2 separate regions of the Zea mays genome follow, and region 2 is linked to region 1. The links are chromatin contacts, called in public Hi-C maps. All regions are on one chromosome and are shown on one strand. The core of a region is the stretch at or near the end of the contact, and the rest is flanking DNA. Distances in the headings are between cores, read along the strand shown.

What was found. A called contact is a pair of places that touch in the nucleus more often than the background predicts.
Region 2: a Hi-C map of leaf shows a contact between it and region 1, with 4 times the contacts expected there. The contact joins the promoter of LOC103652531 here to the promoter of LOC100285402 in region 1. A contact is called at or near these places in 4 of 25 Hi-C or Micro-C datasets (ear, leaf and tassel).

Annotation. Positions count from the first base shown.
Region 1 is chr3:210,911,270-210,915,879 of Zm-B73-REFERENCE-NAM-5.0, reverse strand. It overlaps LOC100285402, which reads left to right and starts at 1,794. Exons shown (of 3, transcript NM_001413487.1): 1 at 1,794-1,928; 2 at 2,509-4,560. The coding sequence starts at 2,532.
Region 2 is chr3:211,278,979-211,283,356 of Zm-B73-REFERENCE-NAM-5.0, reverse strand. LOC103652531 (ABC transporter B family member 9) reads left to right here and starts at 1,389. Exons shown (of 12, transcript XM_020550506.3): 1 at 1,389-1,843; 2 at 3,103-3,157; 3 at 3,626-3,801; 4 at 3,903-4,124; 5 at 4,231-4,378. The coding sequence starts at 1,568.

The sequences.
Region 1 (4,610 bases), core at 545-3,044:
AATGAATAAATCCTTGGCTGCAACTATACTGATTTGTGAAATCTATTATATAAGTGCTGAGTAAAATCACTCTGACACCAAAACTGAAACATCAGACCTGAGAACATCTGGCCAAAATAAACCACAACTTTATAAAGCTTGAATATGAGTATTGACATCACTCTTAAATTTCAACAGATGGACACTTTTAAAGCGCCCTCATCTGATGCAAGATGTAATCAGAGACAATCCAAAAATGAGTCTGAGTTTGGTTACCATTTGGGGACAACTCATATGATGTTTATTCTTTAAGACAACACAGAATCATCACAATACATACTTATAGTGTATAATTTGGATCCAGCAAAGGAACAATTAGAATCAACGCAACTCATACCGTGGTCGTCGCCCTCCTCCACCACCACCAAACTGTTGTAGTACCCCTAGATCCAGCGGTTCCTGGGGCAGAAGAACGAGCAGGTGAGATCTGTAGTGCTTCTCAAGGTGTGGGAGGGGAAGAATGGCGAGGTGCACGAGGGGAGGCGGACGCAAGTCATGTGGGTGAAGCTGGTTGGGATCTCCTCATGGCCGACCCATCTTCCTATGAACGCTACCCCTCATCCTTCATTACCTCACGTGGCGTCCGTGGCCTCCTCCTCGAGCACGCAGAAGGCGGGCGTCGAGCGTCTCACAGCAGTGCTTCCTGGCCAGCATGGGTTCGGCGGCGACAACGTCGAGGGCCGCTGTCGGGTCTCCATCAGGGGCATATCAACCTCCTTCACTGGAGCGGCAAGGGTAAGCCGCGTCGGGGATGGAGCCGCCGCGTCGGGGATGGAGGAGTCGAGGGGGAGTGGAGGAGGAACCGCCGCGTCCGAGAGCTCCAAGGCTGGCGACGACTAGGGTTTGGAATGAGGGTGGTTGGCAATTTGGTGTGACCCTGGGGTGAATTGGGCTAGCACTCGGGCTCGCCCAGCTGGGCCTCCAGAGGTTCGGATCTCCGCCACGCACATCACAGGTCAGTCAGACCGAATAGTATGACCATAGCTCCCTCTAGTTATAAAAAACCTAGAGCTTCTAATACCTAAACTATATATATATATATACTCTTTGAAACTGTGCGAAAGCTTGTTTGCAAACCTGACACTTTATACGTATTGAAAGTTTTTGAGGTGGGAATCTGATTCATTTTCCACTTCAATGTATATGGATTGAGTTTATCCACTTCACAGAAATTCATTCCTATGGAAAATTTTCTCAAAAACGAAGGCCATGTAACCATTGTCTCAAACCGGACGTTTCCTTTCCCGTGAAGGCAGCATGCTAAGGCTAAGCAGCGTGTTGGCTCCTCCTGTCACGACTCACGAGAGAAGCCTGGACAGACAAAATAAAAAAAAATTGTGTTACCATACGACCTATATTATGCTAGTTTTCTAAGTTTAGGATTCCTGTGTTCCAAACATCATTCTCTATTTTTTAAATTTTCCTATTCCTGCGTTCCTTTTCCTTTCCTTTGTATTGGTTTGATCCGATGCATGCCGGTCGTCTAACCAAATCCATCCCATTCCCATGCAGTTGAATCCGATCCAACCCAAACCGCTCAACGGGGCTGGTTCCGTTTTCCACACAGCTCACCCGCCGCAGCGGCAGCGCCCAAAGCCCCAACCGCAAACCACCCGTACCAGTAGTACAGTACCGCACGTCCGCACCGCACAGTCGGCCAGTCGCCTTCGCCTGGATCGCATCTCGGCCGTCCATTAGCGTAGGCGCGGACCCGAAACCCGCCGCAACAAAACTAACGACTCCCGCACGCCCGAATGGGTCGCAAGTCGCAACCCACGCTGGCTCTCTCCCGGCTCCGAACTGCTAAGCCCCCCGCCGGATCGGGTTGCGGGTCGCCATCCCCGACCCAGATCCACCACAGCTCGCCGCCGGTCGCCGCCGCCGCAGAGGTTAGTTTCACATCGCTCACCTCTCCTCGCCTTCTGTTTGTTCCTTCTTAACGGATCCGCTTACCCGGGTTATAAACCCTAGCTAAAAGGCGCATTCTGCGAGCTATCTCACGCACGATTTCCTAGGGTTTAACTGTTCGAGCGTGGGGACTGGACCCCGCTGGGTTTCGATTTGGCGGGGGATGTCAGGTCACTTGCTCGCTCCGGCCTCCGGCTGATTGTGCCGTAGTTACGAGGGATTGGGGATCTGCTTGTCATGTGCAAGGGGATTTGCTACTTCGGGTGGTATGTGCAAGGGGATGGTGTCTCTCTGAGGTCAGAGGCATTAGGTAGTGCTCGTGCAATGTGCTTGCTCAGCATATTAGCGCTTTGCAATCTGAGTTTGGAGAGAGCTAGACAAGCTTTTTGTCTGGTTATGGGTGAAAGGCGGATTGCTTTCCAGTTTGTGACGAAAGTTACTTGATATATGCAATCTGTATTTGATTGCTGCTACCCTTTCGTTTCTGGTAAAAAGAGACGAAACTGAGAGCTTTTCCTTTGGTACTGTTATGTATGATGTGCATCTCTGTATGTACTGCAGTGGGTGATAGTGTACGTGGTAACATGCTGGAGCCAACAGCAATGGAAGTGGTCGTTGCTGGCTCAGTGAGCAATGCAGTGGTGCCTGCGCCTGTGGTTCACAACCCACGGGCACGCAAGCTGCGGTCTGCAGTTTGGCAGGACTTCACGAAGGAGCGTCGTGCCGATGGTAACTGTGTGGCTGTCTGTAACCACTGCAAGAAGCAGCTCACGGCAACTAGCCGGTCAGGCACAACGCACCTCCGCAACCATCTCGCAATCTGCACCACCACCTCCACACGGCGTGCTGGTAAGCGCCGGAAGCTTGTTGTGCGCCGTATTCTCCACAACAAATCCTCCATCGATGGGCGCTCGGGTGAGGGTCACGCCTCAGGTGAGGACAATGATAATGAGGGCACACACTTTGATCAAGAACTCAGCCGCCGAGACCTTGTGCACATGATTGTCCAGCATGGCTACCGGTTTTCGATTGTGGATGATGTGGGCTTCCAAAAGTTTGTTAAGAACCTCCAGCCTCAGTTTAGGATGGTGTCGTATGAAACAGTGAGGGCTGATAGCATGGAAATATATGAAGGTGAGAAACTTAAGCTACATGATGTTCTCTTTAAGATCCCCTGCAGGGTTAGCATATCAGTTGACATGTGGCGGTCAAATACACAGATGGAATACATGTGCTTGACTTGCCACTACATTGATCATGCCAATGATGAGTGGAAAGTCAGGAAAAAAATTCTCAACTTTGTGCATATGGAGGCACCTTTTACACTTGATCAGATGGTTAATATCATTGTAGAGAAGTTGCATAGTTGGGGTATTGACAGAAAGCTAGCTGCTGTTGTGCTAGACAACTGCAGCAGCGGTGAAATTGTTGCTAGAGAGCTTCACAGAGTTTTCCAGGCTCGGAGGCTTCTATTGAATGGGGATTTGTTCCAAGTACGCTCTTGTGCACATATTCTAAATCTCACTGTCCAAGAAAGCTGGGAACGGGCATCTGATATAACTGATAGAGTTCGCAAGATGATTAACTATGTCAAGTTTGAAAGGTTCCAAAAGTTTCAGGATATTGCAAAGGTATTGCGTATGGATCAAAAGCTGCTAGTTATTGATTCTCCTGATAACTGGCCGTCTACGTACTTAATGTTTGACTCTGCATGCTACTATCAAGATGTGTTTGTGCGCCTGACAGAACAGGAAGGTCATTATGATGTTTTTCTGTCTGCTAATGACTGGGCTGATGTGAAAGCCCTCACTGAAATACTGGACGTAGTCTATCATGCTATGGAGAAGTTTCCTGTAGAAAACCCAACTGCAAACCTCTATTTCAATGAGATGTGTGAGATCCACGTGCTTTTGAAAACCTGGTGCAAGAGTCCATCTACTGTTGTTGCCAAAGTTGCTGGCCAGATGCTTTCTAAGTTTGAAGGTTACTGGGATCTCACTAGGCCTGTAATGGCATTTGCATCTATTCTTGATCCCCGTTACAAGATGAAGTCCCTCGAATACTTTTTTCGGCTCATTTATTCTGATGAGCAATTTACAGCAAAGACAATGATAGATGTCATCCAGAATACCTTTCACAATCTGTATAATGATTATAAACATCAGTCATCAGACTCATGGAAGAATCCATCTGTTCTCTGTTACTCTAGAAACAGTAATTCTTGCATGGGCTCTGTGTACAGCAATGGGGATGATTCTAAGACCTTTTCGCGTATCACATTATCTGATGCTCGACGGGGACTTGATCAGTATATACAAGAGACCTCATCAGGGCAATCCTTGAAGTCTGACTTGGAGATGTATCTCGAGGAAGCAGTTTTTCGTCAAAAAGAAGGAAATCAGGATAATTTTGACATTCTGGGATGGTGGAAGTCCTTTGCCGCCAAGTATCCTGTACTTTCACAAATGGCTCGTGATATTTTAGCTATCCCTGTATCTATCATCCCTTTGGACAGTGAAGCCCGTACACTAAATGAGTATCTCAGTACTATGGATCCTTCAACGGTTCAGGGATTAGTGTGTGCACAAGATTGGTTACGGGATGACCCAGAAGGTATCTCTAGCTTTCTCTAACTGCTGTGAAGATTGTAGATTGGTATTCAC
Region 2 (4,378 bases), core at 140-2,639, 370 kb before region 1:
CTGCAAAGCTCAAGAATGCCAGGCGTGGGAGGCATCTCCGCGCCACTGATCTCGCCAGCCGCCATCGCCACTGATTGCTGGGCTGTGGCGCGAGCTCCACTGTAAACTGCTGTCGTGCTACGACGTGCTCCACAACCTCCAATGGTGAGTACATGCGTGTGATGGTAATGGTCTGACCAACCGCTCGGAATTGCTAAGTTTTGGACGAGGTTCACGATTCATGAACACAGGAGCCAATTGGATTTAAGCATGGATCTCACAGTTTTGGCTTTGGTTATTAGTTTATTACAGACGTAATGTTGCTCGATTGTTCTATATATTCTGAAAACCGCTAAAACATTTAGCTACAACGATATCCGGATATATCCTTTTCTAGCTGTTGAAAAAGGCCGAAGATAAATGCCTTAGCCCGCTATTTTAACCACTGGTTCTATATCATGTGATTAGAAAACATATCATGTTATTTAGGAACTAAAAGGTTAGAAATGATGTACAAAACGAGAATAGTGCTCCATGACATGGGTAACTATATTTGGGAACTGAGAGGAGCAAAGCTCTAAGGTGGAGCTGACAATAGTCTATAACACATCCTAATTTTAGAGTTGCAAACTCCATAGAGTTTTTAGAGCTATAGAACAAGTTTTTTGGAGTATCTCTTTTGTGCTAAAAAACTCTAAAAAAGCAATCCAGACGTGGACTTTGGAGTTATTTATTCATCATTGCTACCGGTTACGAGAAAATAATTTAAACTTTGGAACATAGCTGCTCAACCTAGAGTTTTAGGGGGTGTTTAGGATGGATCCAAGTTCTAGCTCCAGTGTGGAGTGTAGTTTATAATATTAATTAAATAATTTTAAAAATATTTTAATCTAAATAATAAACAAAATAACTTATCTAAATATTTTATAAAGGCTTACAACGCCAACTCTATGATTTACCTGCTCCACCAAATTTCCTGAAGCTGTCCCAAAATAGAGTCTTTGAGTGGAGCTACTCTATAGTGAGTAGAGCTATGCCAAACATGCCTTAGAGTCCTATATTTTAAAATACAACTCTGTTTAGAGTTTCTGTTGAAGATGCTCTTATATACACATTAGGCTCGAAGTGGCGAATGATATTTTTTATAAAAAAATACAAGACATTAAGAGTAGTGCGAGAGAACGTTAGATTCAAAACGAACGTCTATGATTTAACATGTGCATCATTTGCATTGAAGGTCTATGCAAGGTCGGCTCTGACTCTAGGCGGGAGAGGCATCATGATTTAACATTGTTTTACTATTCTTATTTCCTTCTATTCTACTATAATTAATTATTGATGATAAAAAAGGGTCTGAACATTAAAATTGGCCTAGTGCTCTAAAAACCCAGAGCCGGCCCTGGATCTATGTGCATCGGACTACTAAACTTAATGCGCAGGTTTCGGCCCCCGCACACGGCACACACCCCTGTAAGACCAACGAACCCCATAAATACCGTTGGTAGGCGGAGCCAAGAGAATCAGGCGCCCCCTCAGAGGCAGGCGTGTAGTACGCAGTACACACCCACAAAGTCGCAACTCGCGAGCAATGGACGCAGCGGGAGGCGCCAAAGGGAGGGATGGCGTGGACAAGAAGGAAGTGGGGAGCGGGAGCGGGAACGGCGGCGGCGACGCCGGGAAGAAGGTGCCGTTCACGGGGCTGTTCCGGTACGCCGACGGCACGGACGTGCTGCTCATGCTCCTCGGCACGGTGGGGGCGCTGGCCAACGGCGTCTCGCAGCCCGTCATGACGGTCATCTTCGGCCAGGTCATCAACGCCTTCGGCGACGCCACCATCGACGACGTCCTCAACCGCGTTAACCAGGTGAGTTAACAGCCCTGCGGCGACGCCAGCTAGCAAGTTAGCCTGCGTGCCATTCTCCATAACAAGTACGCCCGCCGCGGCCGGAGACGGACGTCGCTGCCTCGCTGGGTCAAGGACAGACAGATTCCGTCTCAGGGCAGTCTGATCTGATCGAGATGGAAATTGCGCCGCTTGTGTGTTCATTTCATTGCCCAGGGGAGGGACAGCGACGTATGGACTATGGAGGGCGTATCTTGACTTTTGGCGCCATTGGTCCTCCCGTTCTCTTCGCAGTTCGTCTTCTTCGTTCAAAAAACAAAAAAAGAAAACTCCTCTTCCAATTCAACTGTCGCCTTATTTTCCCAGTTTCAAATTCAAATACTGCACCTGCACTATTCCTTCATTCCGCCTTCTTGCTTCTTGGGGCGTTTTTGTTGTCATCATCAGTGATTCAGTTCAGTCATGCACTCATGCCGTCATGCAGTACCAATAATTGTCTAGTTTCTTATCGTCAATTTTTTTTGTCTAGTTTCATTTTTTTTAAGAGCAACCATCAAAGGGCGGCAAGCCCTGGCAAGGTTTGTTTGGCAGCTTGATCCTTTTTTTGTATTGAGGGAATACAATACAACAGGGTCTTCAGGGGATTCAGGGACACAAGTTTACTGTAAAAAATACAAGGCTGGAAATAGAACTGTTTCGCTGCTGGATAATAATACTGAACTCAACTTTTAAGGACCAACTAGCCAGAATATTTTTTTCTCATTTGATTTTTTTGTCCATGCAAGTAGATTTTTCCCCCATTCTCTCACATGGTAGTCGCTTTACAATGCGCTTTTCTTAAAGCTACCCTTGTGAATTAGAAACAGGAATAGATTAGCTCGATGCTCGAATCAGTAACTTGTAGTAGGTTATACCAGTTGATTGCATTATTGTAACTTGTCATAATATATTAACAAGAGACCATGTGTGGCCATTTTAATATGATGCATAACTAACCACATACTGCTAAAGAATTGGAATCTTTTCCTGACCAAAGATCCGAAACTCAGTCCAAGGATAAGCCTTCTGAGACGGGACACAATTCACGCTATCAAGTTTGTCAGTTGCAGTAGTATATTTTCTGCTCAGATTTCTATCCGGATCCTGAGCAAAAATCATAAAAATGTGGTCAAACTTTCATCACGTTTCTCCATGAATTACATGTTGCTTGAAGTATACTTCAACTAGAATTCATTTCCTTGTTAACGAGATCAATTTTCACTTTGTTTTTTTTTTCACAGGCAGTTCTGAACTTCGTCTACCTAGGCATTGCAACAGCGGTTGTTTCCTTTCTTCGTAAGTACTCTCTCTAAGAAGACTCTGTTAACTTTTTCAATCTTCACATTCGCTTGCAATCTGCACCACAAACTGGCATGGATGCCGCTGATGGTTGGCCATCGTTAGTATAAAATAATCTTCCGTACAATGGTTAATGGTGAGATAAGATAAGCTTAAGAAAAAGAAGCTCGCCTCATCATATACCAGCTTGCGCCAACACTAGTTGACATAGCGCAGAGTTCAACTTTGACTTTAGTTCTGTACAAAAAGCTTGTGTTCAATATAGTGGTTAGGACGACAGATCCACCATGTTTTGAATGTCCATGGACAGTATCACATGAAGGAAGAAACGTACAATAAAGACATTGCTTCGTTAACAAACTGACTTAGAAAAACTTGAAACAGGATTCTACATGCATAAGCCATGTGGTAACTATATCAGTGTAGAACTGTAGATAAGTGTAGCCATACTTGCTGTTTATGCAGAGGTGTCATGTTGGACAATGACGGGAGAAAGGCAGGCAACGCGCATTCGATCTCTGTACCTCAAATCTGTCCTGAGACAAGAGATAGCATTCTTCGATGTAGAAATGACAACCGGGCAAATAGTTTCAAGGATGTCTGGTGATACCGTGCTAGTTCAGGATGCCATTGGTGAGAAGGTAATAGCTCCAGCTCTCTTTGAAAGTGACGAGTGGCTATTGGTTATCACCGACTACTTATACCAAAATGTGCAAAAAGTTGACTTGTAAAAACTCTTCAGGTTGGCAAGTTCCAACAGCTTGTGGCAACCTTCATCGGCGGTTTCGTGATAGCATTCGTGAAAGGATGGCTTCTATCTCTTGTCATGCTGGCATGCATCCCTCCAGTTGTCATCGCTGGCGGAATCGTCTCAAAAATGCTTGCTAAAATATCTACCAAGGGCCAAGCATCGTACAGTGACGCAGGCAATATTGTTGAGCAGACACTTGGGGCTATAAAAACAGTGAGTTCAAAAGCACTGCTGTCAGACGAGTCTCTACATTTTTTTTTGGTTTCAATTTGGCATGCTCTCTCACCTGGTTTTCTTGTGCCCACATCTGTAAAAACAGGTTGTCTCCTTCAACGGGGAGAAGCAGGCTATTGCACTGTACAATAAACTCATACACAAGTCATACAAAGCTGCTGTTGAAGAAGGGATCACCAATGGTTTTGGCATGGGTTCTGTTTTCTGCATTTTTTTCTCGAGCTACGGTTTGG